2 separate regions of the Hordeum vulgare genome follow, and region 2 is linked to region 1. A link is a contact called in public Hi-C data. All regions are on one chromosome and are shown on one strand. Each heading gives the region's core, a stretch centred on a gene start, on an enhancer-like site or on the middle of the called end of the contact. The rest is flanking DNA. Distances are from core to core; before and after follow the strand shown.

What was found. A called contact is a pair of places that touch in the nucleus more often than the background predicts.
Region 2: a contact with region 1 is called in a Hi-C map of leaf, with 2.1 times the contacts expected there. The contact joins the promoter of LOC123444305 here to the enhancer-like site in region 1.

Annotation. Positions count from the first base shown.
Region 1 is chr3H:466,505,372-466,511,804 of MorexV3_pseudomolecules_assembly, forward strand. No RefSeq gene overlaps it. Among protein-coding and RNA genes, the nearest start is that of LOC123440185, 44 kb to the left of the region's middle. Within about 2 kb of position 4,825, at least 2 of the 3 cell types and tissues checked have open chromatin away from gene starts, as enhancers often do. A contact at or near this core is called in leaf, where this site is marked.
Region 2 is chr3H:466,640,891-466,648,244 of MorexV3_pseudomolecules_assembly, forward strand. LOC123444305 reads left to right here and starts at 3,160. Exons shown (of 1, transcript XM_045120989.1): 1 at 3,160-3,662. The coding sequence starts at 3,218. The coding sequence ends at 3,457. It overlaps LOC123444304 (disease resistance protein RGA2-like), which reads right to left and starts at 6,991. Exons shown (of 1, transcript XM_045120988.1): 1 at 3,862-6,991. The coding sequence starts at 5,855. The coding sequence ends at 4,338. LOC123444306 (a long non-coding RNA gene) reads left to right here and starts at 3,907. Exons shown (of 2, transcript XR_006630976.1): 1 at 3,907-4,254.

The DNA.
Region 1 (6,433 bases), core at 3,575-6,074:
GTTTTGCGGTCTCAGAAAGATCTAGCGAGATACCGTCTATTCGTACTGCTTCATGTTGTTTTGATTGAAGTGTTGACACTTGAGGCATTATTATTATTTGCTCGCTAGTTGATTATGCCATTGATATGAGTTTACCGTGAGACCTAGATGTCATTTGCTTATGTGGTTTGATTGTGATGTTTCTGAAATTCTGGTTATGACTTAGACATAGTTGCAACAACAAGATCAAACAGAGTTCGTCAAAGTTTTTCTTTTGTCTCTCTCTATTTGCCAACTGAGTTGCTTGAGGACAAGCAAGGCTTTAAGCTTGGGGGAGTTGATACGTCTCCATCGTATCTACTTTTCCGAACTCTTTTGCCCTTGTTTTGGACTCTAATTTGCATGATTTGAATGGAACTAACCCGGACTGACGCTGTTTTCAGCAGAATTGCCATGGTGTTGTTTTTGTGCAGAAATGAAAGTTCTCGGAACGTCCTGAAAATTTACGGAGATTTTTTTCTGGAATAAAATAAAAATACCTGCACAAAGTTCCACGTGAGGGGGCGTGCCAGTGGGCCACAAGCCCCTGGGCCGCGGCCACCCCCTATGGCTGCGCCATGAGGGCTTGTGGGGCCCACGTGGCACCACCGCCCCCAATCTCAGTCCTATATCTTCCGTTTCGCCAGGAAAAAAATCAGAGAGAAGATTTTATCGCGTTTTGCGATACGGAGGCGCCGCCACATCCTGTTCTTCATCTGGAGGGCAGATCTGGAGTCCGTTTTGAGCTCCAGAGAGGGGAAATCGTCGCCATCGTCATCATCAACCTTTCTCCATCGACAATTCCATGATGCTCTTCATCATTCGTGAGTGATCTCATCATAGGCTTGCTGGACGGTTTTGAGTTGGATGAGATCTATCATGTAAATCGAGTTAGTTTTTGACGGGGATTGATCCCTAGTATCCACTATGTTGTATATTGATGTTGCTACTACTTGGCTATGCTTAATGCTTGTCACTAGGGCCCGAGTGCCATGATTTCAGATCTGAACCTATTATATTGTCGCCAATATATGTGTGTTTTAGATCATATCTTGCAAGTTGTAGTCACCTACTATGTGTTATGACCCGGCAACCCCGGAGTGACAATAGCCGGAACCACTCCCGGAGATGACCATAGTATGAGGAGTTCTTGTATTCACCGCGTGTTAATGTGTTGGTCCGGTTCTTATTAAAAGGAGAACCTTAATATCGCGTAGTTTCCATTAGGACCCCGCTGCCGCGGGAGGGATGGACAATAGATGTCATGCAAGTTCTTTTCCCTAAGCACGTATGACTACAAACGGAATACATGCCTACATTAGATTGATGAACGGGAGCTAGCCACATATCTCTCCGTGTTATAGGTGTTACATGATGAATCACATCCGTCACACTCATCCATCACCGATCCACTGCCTACGAGTCTTTTACTACTGGTTCTCGCTACGTTACTTTGCCTAGGCTTGTCCCTTGCTACAAGAGGGATTGGGCCACTTTGCTGCTGCTACTACTACTGTTCCTTGCTACTCCGTTGTTACTTGTTGCAAGATTTTGTTGGCGATAACATCCCGTCAACAGGGCTTTTCCTGGCACCTTTGCTGGGGATTGTCAAAGCTTTTACTGGCGCCATTGATACGACAGTTAGGAATAGTCTGCCTTGTCACCAGATCGTTTCTGGCTTCGTTGTTATCATACTACCTTGCTACTGATACTTTGCTTGCACACACTAATCTTCCAGGTGTGGTTGAATCTGACACGTTTAGATGCTAATACTTGAGAATATCCTTTAGCTTCCCCTTGTGAGCGAATAAATATATTTGGTTGAATACTCTACCCTCGAAAACTGCTGCGATCCCATACGCTTGTGGGACATCACTGGCGCGACCCACGTGCGATGACCGAGCTAGGAGGCGCGGGCGAGCGGCTCATCTGGTCAACGCGGGCGGGCAGCGCTCGATGCAGGCACGCATGGCAGTTGATGACGAGGGCGGCAGCACTCGGGGATCCCGTCGATGCGAGGACGGGGGAAGGGACAGGGAGGCGAGGAACAGGCATGGGAGGTCGTCCCTGGCCGGATCGGGGCGGGCGGGTGGCGTGGTGCTCGACGGATCTGGATGGACGCAGCAACCGGAGGCCGGCGGTGGCTGGTGACTTGGGTGGCCATGGCGGGCACTGGGCTCGTTCGGCGAGGCTCCGACGAGCGCTCGCGGTGCAGGGGACCGACGGGGTCGCGGCAGGGTCTAACAACCAAGCGGCTGCGCATGCCGGCAAGGGAGGCGTGCGGTTGGGCGACGAAGGCACGCAGGGGAGGCACGAGGCGCGGGATGGAGGATCTCGGGCGGCGGCGGGTTTGATTCGGGCCCGAGCGGGCCTCAGATGGGCTCGGCGGGCCCGGCGATTGAGAGGGAGGAGGTTGGCTCACGTGGCATCTGGGGGTTGGGGAGGCACGAAATTCTAGGAAGGATTAGGGTTAGGTCGAAAATGGCAGGATGGGTGTCTATATATAGCAAGGGAGGCTAGCTTAGGGGGTTTAGTCCGTTTTTGGACCGTCAGAACTCGATCCGGCGGTCCGAAGCATAGGGGTAGGCTAGGTGGGCTGGGTACGTTATGTAGAGGTGGCTAGGCCAAGAAGAGAGAGAGGTTAGGAAGCCCGTCACAGGTTTTTTAAACACCGAAAACGTTTCACAATTTGACAGGCTATTAGTGCCGCTATAGTTATCCGTTGTGGTAGCAAAGGACCTACGAATGCGATGAAATTTGGCACGGGGTCTACCTATCTTGAAATAAAATCGCACACCAACTTTCAACACATTCTGAAAAAGTTGCATACATATTTTTAAAAACAATATTTAATGATGTCGCGGGCGCGTGCGTGTGTGGTTGGTCCCGAAACGGTCAACGATAACAACGGAGAGAACTGACAACTAACAACGGATGCAAGTTTTGAAAAATGACAGCAATGGAGTGCCGATGCAATACGGATGATGCGAATGATGTGATGATGAATGTGACAACCAAATAAATCACTCGGCGACAATGAAATAAAATAGGAATTTTCTCGAGCATTGGTTCGAGACTGTTAGAACCTCCACGTGCGCCCACCGTGCCACATGTCCCGCCACGCCCGCGCATCACCCCTGCTGTTGTCGTGGTGCTTATGGTCGTCGCGAGTCCACCGTCACGCCTTCCTCCTCACGGGCCACTGGATCCGCGTCGAAGCCGCGCTTGCGCAATACGCGTGCATGTCCGTGCTTGCCAGATCCGCCCGCAAGCCTCCCTATGAGATCCCCCCCCCACACACACACACCCCTTCCATGGAGCCGGCCTGGACTTCGTCAGCAGGTCTCCTCATGCGACGGCGAGGTGAGGAGGAGGAAGGGGGTGTGGTGGTGGCGATGCCGAAGGGATTCCACCTATTCCTATCCAACCCGGAGGAGGGGAAAGATTGATGGTGATTATTGCAGAGGCAGCTGGTTCCTGTATCGTTTTATATGATTTGTACATGGGAAAATCCATGGATTTTTGTGTGTAAACTTGTATGAATTTTGATTCAGTCTAACTTCATCAAAAAATTCGTTTCTCTGTGATTCAACGTGTCCTGATGTCCGACCCCCCATGCATTTCCTACTTTTTCTGCCTTTGGAATCTTTCAAACCATAAGACCGTCGACCTCAGTGGCTTTATTTCCTCGGAGTTCCTCGGAGAAGCTAGTGCATACGGCTTGATGAGATCTACAACTGTTTATGTAACACCAAGTAGCACCTCAAGGTGAATTTATACTTGAAAATTTTGCTGTAAATAATTGATGAGATGGCAGGCGCCAAGTTGCACCGCTCTCATCAGCGTCAGCTTGAGTATTACGATAACAACAAATACAATACTAAGCTTATAACCCAATTACATGGTATTTTTCTCTATGCAGACGAGAGATGTAAAAAAGCAAAGGAAGAAGGCTCTTGAGCAATAGCCTAACTATATACACATTGCTAGACAAATAAAATTAATGATTTTAAAAGAAGGAACAACTAGTTAACGAGCATTCCTTAGAAAATCTCTCAACGATCACTCCCACGCGTCATCACTTGACGCGTGTTTAGCCGCCGTCACATGTCACATTCTGAGTGTTCCCTTCAGATTTCTTTTTTTAATTTTCCGCACGCGTTTTTGACTTTTCAGGTTTTTTTGTGTGTGTTTTGGTTTTTCACCGGTCTTTTTTAGATTTTTGATGGAACAAAATCTCTTTTTTTTTGCAAAAAACGCAAGTTTTTTTCAAGAGGTACGTTTTTTGCTTTCGTGAGAGGCACGGTCATGCCTCTTGGAAACGGGAAAAACGCGTTTATTTATTTATTTATTTTTGCGAGAGGCACGGTTTTGCGTTCGTGAAAGGCACGGTCATGCCTCTTGGAAATGAAAAAAATGTGTTTTCTATTTTTTTTCACGAGAGAAATGATTTTGCTTCTGCGAAAGCCACAGTTTTATTTATGCGAGAGGCATGATCGTGCTCCTCGAAAACGAATAAAACGTGTTTTTTGATTTTTTACAAAAGGCACGGTTTTGTTTTTCTAAAAGGTACGATTATGCTTCAATGAAGGCACGGTCGTATCTCCCAAAAACAGGGAAAAACGTAATTTTTTTCTTTAAGAGAAGTATGATTTTACTTCTGTAAAAGGTATGTTTTTATCTTCGTGAAAGCCATGATTTTGCTTCGAAGACATGTTACTTTTTTTTCATGCGGGGGACAGACATGTTACTTTCGGCCGAGCTGTGATTGTATTTGCGCGACTTTGACAGCTCGATAGCACGGCCACCATCGGATGGTGCCAAAGCAATTGGTCGAGGACGACATGATATTCTTTGAGATCCACTTGTGCTCACATTACTTGTGGACCTCGTTTTAAGCTAGCGATCTATCTCTAGAATGCCAACGTTTCGGTATAAAAAACTACTAAATCTGCTAAGCTACCAACAAAAACTTACAATTATAAAAAAAACTAATAGATCTGCTACTCCTATCGGTATTAATTGTTTTTGTAAACGCAGTACGAGCATTCCATAAAAGCAAATACACTCATCCTTATAAACGTACACACATACAACTTATCTTTGTAAGCATTTTTAAAAGACTGATCTTGCATATCATTTTAAGATTTACGCACTCACTGTAGACGCCTCGTCATTCACGAAAACATCTCCTTCCACTAAATGTGCATAGCTAGAAATCTTAAAATAAATTCAGGAAAATAATACGAACACCAAGACTTGAACTCTGATAGGTTGAAGAAACCACGGTCCCTCTAAAAGCATCTATAGTCAGACCTTTCATGTGTATCTCAAACGTCTGGCCTGGCCGCCCGGTCACTGATGGATAGCAAAAAATCAACCCAGTCGGGCCCTCAAACGGGTTGACCGACACTCCCCATATCCATCCCAAATATGAGGCAGATATGGGGCGCTCGGGCACACCCGCCACGTCCGCATGGCTCGTGTTGTCCTGCATCGACCCCATATATATATATGTCATCATCGGCTCGCCGGGCCAAACCCTAGCCACTTCACTTCACTCCCCCCCTACACTTCCATCCGTCACCCAAGCTCACCTCCGGTGATCTCTGGCCTTCTCTAGCATGGAGGGCGGCGGATCTGACCCCGACCAGTCCGGATGCATCGAGTGGGGTGTCATCTCCTGCAGGTTGGAGGAGGCAACGGCGGTCCACAATGCGTTTCGCCGCTCACGTGAGGACAACGCCCGATCGGCTGCAGAATATGTCCGCCGTGACTCCATCGTGTCAGCTCAACACGTGCCCGGGTCCTCAAGGGCTGGACCATCGCGATCCCGGCGGCTGAAAAATCTCTCCTTCCCCATCACCGGTCCGCCAGACAGTGAGTCCCACTGGGAACGGGCTTCCCGCCGTGGGAAGGAGAGGATAATTACCGCCGAGGCCCGTATCATGGAGGAAATGGCGGCGGCTGATGCGGCGGCACGGGCAGCCGCAGAAGAGAAAGCCATTCGCGCCCGCATTTTAAAGAAACGAAAGTGGAGTAACACGCGTGCACGCGCCTCGAGAGCATAATCGGGCGGTATGTAAAATGGTCGTATTGCCACCGAAGGTGGAGAAGGAGGTCAACGACGGTAAGGACAACTCCGATGACGAGCGGATCCGGCTTGATCTGTACTTTGTCTTCGACTGGTACTTCCACAAGAAGGGTGGCAAGGGCTCCGGGAAGGGGAAGGACAGCCCTGGATTATGTCCGGCATAGCTAAACATGTGAAATTTTGGTAGCCCAATGACACGTTAGTAGTGATGGAGTAGCCGGACGATGTGTGTAATGCATCGACGTAGTAGTTGCATGAGTTTGTATGTATTTGAGATATCATATTTGAGGTGTCCGGTTGTAGAATGTATTATTTCAGGCC
Region 2 (7,354 bases), core at 1,910-4,409, 130 kb after region 1:
GGTCGGAACTGCGACGGGTCATCGTTGCTGCGTTCGAGCACTTCATGTCGGTGTCGTGGCTGCAATGAAGCATGGTCGGAGCCGCGACGGGTCGCCGGCGCTGCGTTGGAGCACAGCCTGTCGGTGTCGCGGGTGCAATGAAGCATGACCAAAGCTGCGACGGGCTGCTGGCGCTGTGTTGAAGCTCTCTCGGCGCTGCGCTGGAGTGCGGCCTCATCGGAGTTAGAACCTTTTTATGAGCAATCATACAATTACAATAACCATAGCCTAACTTCCAAATAACCCTAACCCCCTCATAACCCTAACACAACCAAACATCCCTAACCCTAGCCTAACCATGGCCTAACCCTAGCCTAACCCTAAAACAACCATAATGCACACATCCAAACAACCCTAATCCTAACCCCATCATACCCCTTATCCTAACTTACAAACAAATAAAACAATATGATATACATCCCACATTTCATGAAAAACTAGGGTTTCCTCAAATTTGCAAAAAAAAGAACACAAAAGATTTTCCTTTGGATGAGAATGAGGGGAGAGGTGGGGATTACCTTAGGGGAGTGATTGGACAACAAATGCCCGCTCCAAACCTTCAGATTTGGTGATGTAGAGAAGGATTTGAGGGAGGGGGCAGTGGCTGGGAGAGGGGCTGGGGGAGGGGAATGAGGGAGGGGGTGGGGAGGGGGGTGGGGAGGGGGCTGGCCCGTGGCTCTGTAAGTCAGTGTGTGGCGCCTAAGGGTCAGGCGCCACACATTACAATGTGTGACGCCTGAGGCTTAGGCGTCACACTGCCTGGGGGTGGGGCCCTCCCTGCCACGTGGTCGGGGGTGTGGCGCCTAACCTCTAGGCGTCACACAGTACAGTGTGGCGCCTAGGTGTCGGGCGCCACACAAAAGGGGCAGGCCGGTGAATTATTTCTCCCGAGGGGTCAATCCGTGAGTTCTTTCGTCCCAGGGGTCATTTTTGTCAATTTTGCCCTTTCCAACTAGGCCTGTCTTTGTAGACCGGAGACAGCATGAGAAGTGAAGGAATGTTTCTTTTCAATATTTTTTCGAGGAATCATCTTGGAGGAGTTCCCCTGCCTGGATATATTCAAAAAAAATAGTCACAAAGTTACAAGTTTTATAAATTTTGAGATAATAATGTCCATTTGTACTAACTCAGAATATGGTCAAGAGGATACAAAACATAATAAACCTACACCAGTATAGTATGCTAACACATACACAAAAATGGGATACTAGAAAGTCAAATAAGACTGAAACTAGCCAAAGACAATTTGAATGGATGATATATCCATAAACTATGTTGCCACTCATGTGGGACAAACACATCCTTGACCACCTGCTTCATACAAGTAAGAGAATGGACGAAGCCAGTGCATGCATTGATAGATAACCTGCATAAGATACAATTTATCATAAAAATCATGTCAACTTTACATAGCCACAACGAGCATAACAAGGCATACCATGCCACCGTAATTAGCGAATTAAACTTATGAGGAATTTCATTTGGCCAGTGACCATACATGTTGGTTGCGACTCGGATAGAAGTTCGGCACCGGGTTGAATTAATCACGCGCACAAAAGTGTATAAAAAGGTTTAAGTGTATCATCATGACCTAGAGTTGGATTTTCTTTTTTAGAGAGTTCTACATGACACTATTCCAAGTATGGGGTCCTTGCAGTCAGAGACATCAAGGTATCTGCATAATCCCTACTCATATGCATTGCAATTTAAGATATATGTCACATGATCTTCACTTGTAAGAGGGCAACATGAGTTTGGCAAGCTTGAGGATTTGATGAAATTGTTAATATAGCTCTTTTTTGGACATATCCGGGTTGTTGTTCTTGGACAAACCCCGTGACTTCAATCGATGAGATCTTCTATTCTTGGTCAACTCAGTCTACAAGTTGATAGCGGGCGGGGACTGATACATATATATGGTGGCAAAGGTGTGAGGCTTCTAAGGGGAACATATTGCGTTGACGATGAGAACGGTATTTGCGATACAAGCCATCAACATGAACTATATACATCTTTAACTACAACATAGTCACATGAAATAATGTGGCATGTGCCTAACATGGGTTCAAACAAGCTTAATATAGATGGCTCATACTTTTCCGATGGCTCAGGTGTCATGACGAGAGTACTTCGTGATGATCATGGCCTAGCTACCGTCGATGCTACTTGATTGGTACATCATGTTCTGGATGCTACAATCGCCGAAGCATAGCCCTACCGAGGGAGCTATATTGGAAAAACTTGACTCTTTGCCAATGACTGTTGAGTCTAGTTCAATGGGACTAGTTGAGGTATGCAATGGACCGATCAAAATATGGTGCTTGTATATGGCGATTTAGGTTGAACGATGCTTGCTTGCTCGAAGGGTTGGTCCCACCTCCTTGCAATACTGTCTAGGGAGGCGAACCATATGGCGTATAATCTAACAAGAGGAGTGATCCTCCAAGTTTTATATTTCAGCAAGAGGGGTGATCCTCCAAGTCTTATATTTCTTGATGCTTTGCATGATATAAATATTTTCAAACCTCAATAAAGTGCAACAGATTCATGTCATAAAATAAAGAATAATCTTTATTTTATGAAAAAAAGAGTGAAGTCTACTTTAAACCTCCCTAGTTTGGTATTTTCAAGCTAATTATCACATTAACATATTTTCATCCGGATTGCCCCATTCAGCAAGTTTCTCAAAAAAGAGAAAAATACCCCTTGTAAGCGCGGGTGAAATGGCGAGAGGGAAATTGCGACATGACACACCACGTGTCCCTAACAATCAATACGTGCCTGATAGATTGCTAAATGGCGTAAATACTGTCAAACCTTTCGCTCAACAAACTCACATTTTTTTGCTAAATGGGATAATGTAGATGAAAAAAATGTTGAAAGTGGTAATTTGTGTAAAACAAATGTTTAAGTAGGGGGACGGGTAAAACTGGAATTCATTGAGAAAAATATAAACAGAGGTTATCATTTTTTTTAAGGGACGGTAGCATTTTATTTTTGTTTGAGAGAGAAAGATGGATAGCATTTGGCCCATACAGATAATATGGGCCCATAAAGGGCCTGTAGATCTGGGCTAACCTTGTACCTTCTTCTTCGTTCGGCTCTTCCTCGCGTCAAGGCCCGCTTTCCCCACCCTCTCGGAGTATCGCTCGCGGCGTCCGCGAAGCAAGGCAATCCGATGCCAGGGAGCGCCATCAGCGGAGGCGCGGCAAGGGCGGCCGCGGTCGCGTGGTGGTTGCAGCGCCACCAGCGACTGCCCCCGACAGCGGAGCTCCTGCCACGCAGCCTCCTTGACCGCACGGTGGAGCTCGCCCACAAGACCGCCGCCGCCGCCGCCCCGGATCTCGACCCCGACCTGCCCTGCTTCCTCGGCCCGTCCTCCCTTCCCGACCTCTGCGACGGCCTTATTGGTAATTAGCGCGGGTCTAGCAGGAGTGTGGCGGATTCGTTGTGCGATTCCGCGATCTTGTCAGATTGGATAGCTAGGGCAAGACTACCATAAATGTCGTTCTAGTAGTATGTCAATAACGGTCCCTGGTTATGCTTGATGTGATCCTTGTTTTGAAATCCATGTCTGTTCACCGAGTTAACTGAGGATCCTTGGAATACCTTATTTCTGCCTACGTATTTGATCCTTGGAACACTATGTATATGCTTTCTTGGTAAAGAAAGCTACTACCTAGAAATTCTCATGCTATTCCAGTACGCAACTAACAATTTCATTTGGGCTGGAAAGTAAGAAACACGATAAACAAATTGACTGAAATAATAGAGTTTGTGTTGCGTATGGGTCAGGCTTCACCTAGCTTAGAAGTTAGAACATATCAAATATGTGCGCTGAATTGATGTTGCATTGTACTGAGCATACTTCCCTTACATATAAGACTATATTTGCAATGCGGTAATTTCGCAGAAAACGGTACAATCGCCAAAAAATCTTGTAAAAAGCTTCTGCTCTTCTGTAGTGTTGGACTACTAACTGTAAGGGTTTTGTATCAGTAACACCTCTTTCTTCCTACTGGTTTTCTCTGTCAGCATGCCTTGCAGATAAAATGGTTCTGTCACTCTGGCTTGTAAGCAGTTCTACCAGACGGTTATGCTGTGTGCTGAGCGTGGACTGAAGTTCAGTACTCAGCTTGTGGAGATATAACTGGAGATCCATGGAGCAAGCTGCTACACATAAGTGAGGAGATGTACCGCACTGATAAAAAAGAGGTACAGTGCAGTTTTTTTTTTTTTTGGCAAGGCAGCAAGCTATGACTTGCAATCACATTAGCAATACATTATTGCATTTTACATCAAATCCTCTCCTGCCGAGACCGCTTCTTACCGAGCACCGCGTGCTTGTCTGTCCTTGCCACGACGAAGCTCACCAAGTAGGTGTAGCAGGGAGGTATCCTGGACCTCCATGCCACTGCTTGGAATGTCCCTTCAGATGTAAATCGCCCATACAAGACATCCTGTGCTGTTATCCTGGGAACCTCACTGGTCTGGGGAGAGGGCTCATGATAAATATTACGCATCACGACAACATTGCTTGTCTTGGCCATTGTCCACATGTACACAGGCAGGTCTTTCTGTAGGAGATTTGTCGGGTGCTCACCAAACATGCTGAGGTGCTTGCTTGCAAAATCTCTCAAGCATCTTAGCACCCTGCGCCAAAACCGTGCGTCAAGATTTGTTCTCAGTAAGACGGCAACGGTGTCCGCTGCCATGAATGATCTGTTCATGTGCACCGCGATCTCCATACCGAGGGCTGCCAGGTTAGGATGCTCATTAGGGTTTGTGCTTCCGAATGCAGCCGTTTTGAAGAAATGCCAGTAAGCTTCTTGGGGCAAAAAACTCAGCACAAGAGCCTGTGTTGTTCCTAAGGATGCTATCTTCTCTGAACGGCTTGTGAGTATTATTTTGCTGCCTGGCATCAGGTGGCTTGCTGCCCAGGTGTACAACCCCCTCCATGTTTCCTTGTCCATGTCCCTGGCTAGCTCAATTACAGCTAGTGAGTCTCCACTCGGGGTGGAAGCAAGGTTCTGATGCTTGATCACACTGCTACCCTTTAGAGTGGCCCAGTTTCCATCATTGAGATCATTGCCGCTGAAGAAGACGATCAACGAGAAGCGCATGCGCACCCTCTCGTCAAGGCAGACATGCTCAACAAGTGTACTCTTTCCGACTCTTGCTGGACCGATTATTGGTAGCACACCCAAACCTCTATTTCCCGCAGCCTCCCTACAAAGCAGGAAGCTCAAAATGGTCTCCTTTTCCATCTGCCGGCCAAACATAACCTGATCACGAAACATATATGCGTCGTAAGGTTGCTGGAAGATTCGAGGATAGCTGGCCAAGAACATCACGAACTCCCGCATGTCACCAATTATTTTCTCGAGGCTACTGAGCATCTTGTCAAGATTGCTGCAGCTCCCGGCATCAAGCACCATGTCCATGCTCGGTGCATCGCACACGGAGAAGAAGGTACGTCTGGTACTGGAAGGACTGAATCTGGAAAGGGCAAGCGAACGGCGAGTGCTCACCTTGCCTTCGTCCCTGTCCATGTGCACTCGGTATCTGAAGGTGTCGAGCGTGTAGTAGCCTCTGTACATACCTTGTCTCAACATCTGGAGCTGCTGGAGCATTGCCTGGTTGGTGATGTGCCTCCCCTCGGCCTCCTCGACGATGGCATCGATCCTTAGCAGCACTGCCCGTAGCCTCCGGAGCTTCTCCCCCTCTGCTCCCTTGGACTGCAGGTATCTCTGGGTTACCATGGACAGGGCTCTGCTGACAAGATCGCCCACGATTGCAGAGAGAAGCGGCTCCATTTTGGAAGCCCCTGAACTGCGAGATTGCTGGTGACACAGATGGATCCACCAAAGAAGAAGAGAGGGAAAGACAGACCAAGTTGTGGCTCAGGTTTGAGGCATAGAAGTCCTCAGTTCTGCTCATGGACGGATGGACACGTTGTAACTTCGACCACAAGGCCGCCAAAATTGACGCCAGTGAGTAAGTAACTACTCCCTCTGTCTTAAAATAAATGTCTCAAGCTTAGTACAACTCTGTACTAGAGCTAGTATAAAGTTGAGACACTTATATTCTAAGACGGAGGGAGTACTAGTAAAGCGAGGTTCTTTTTTTTATATAATTAAAAAAATGTATCTGGGGTATAGAACTTTCATTTATGTCCCAATCAAACCTGCTAAAATTTCCAACCGGACTGGGACAGCTAGTTTCTATGCGTGTAAATTAGAGATGATTGGCACCAAACCATGTGACTACTGGTCCCGCCCGCACAAAAAGAAGAAACAAAGCATATGGCTAGAAATGACATTTTTAAAAACTATGTGTTGTACTGTTGTCTATTGACTTTAAACCTTAAGGTCATTCTCCCGGGTACCGAGTTTCTCCTCTTTATGAAAAGATTGCGATATTCTGTGTTCCTCATGTCAACAAAAATCTCGTTTGGATTGTTCAAATCATCCCTCCTTGCCTATCATGAGCGTCAGAGAATGCGGTTAGTTTTGCATAATTGAGTTGGTCCTGATACTCTCTTTTTTGCGGGGTAAATATGATTTCCAACTAGGATAAAAGTAAATCCAGATAACTATCAACACCAAATCGCGATGCATGCTTCCCTAAAAAAAATGTGATGTACTACCAGGTCCTGATACTGATTGAACCCACTTACCAAACCAGTCATATTCTCCTGAGTGCTGTGACTTCCTACTCTCGGACACTGACAGGTAGCGTGCGATCTAATGCGTCAGGCGATTTAACGCAGCTACTCCAAGGCTGTTCCAATCTCACTCTTAAAATATCGGCTGAAACCAGCACTGCCGATTCGTAAGAGCATCTCCAACAAACACTTGCAGGTGCAGCGGCTATTTTTACGCGTAAACAGTCAGTTGCTTTACCGGGGCCGTGAAATCAAACATGCGTCGAGTAGAAACAACATTTTGCATTCAATGTAAAACAAAGAAGATCAAACAAACACAAAATAATCCGTCAAAAATAGTTTAATTATTATTACAACTGAAAGAAATAATTAAACTTCAATACAACAAATAGTTTATGACCAATACAACAAATGTTTAAGACAACAAACATATAACATCATGTGTTTTGTCGCTCATTTCATGTACATCACTCATCGACTAGATCCTTCGGAAGATCATTATGCGTTTTGGCACGTCGAATGACAATGAAGGCAACAAAGCAGGCCACCCTCTCGACCCTCCCCCGCATTCGTACAGGATGTCCCAACAACTCATACCGAGAATAGCCTAAATCTTGCGCACGCTCGTTCTCGATGATCATGTTATGC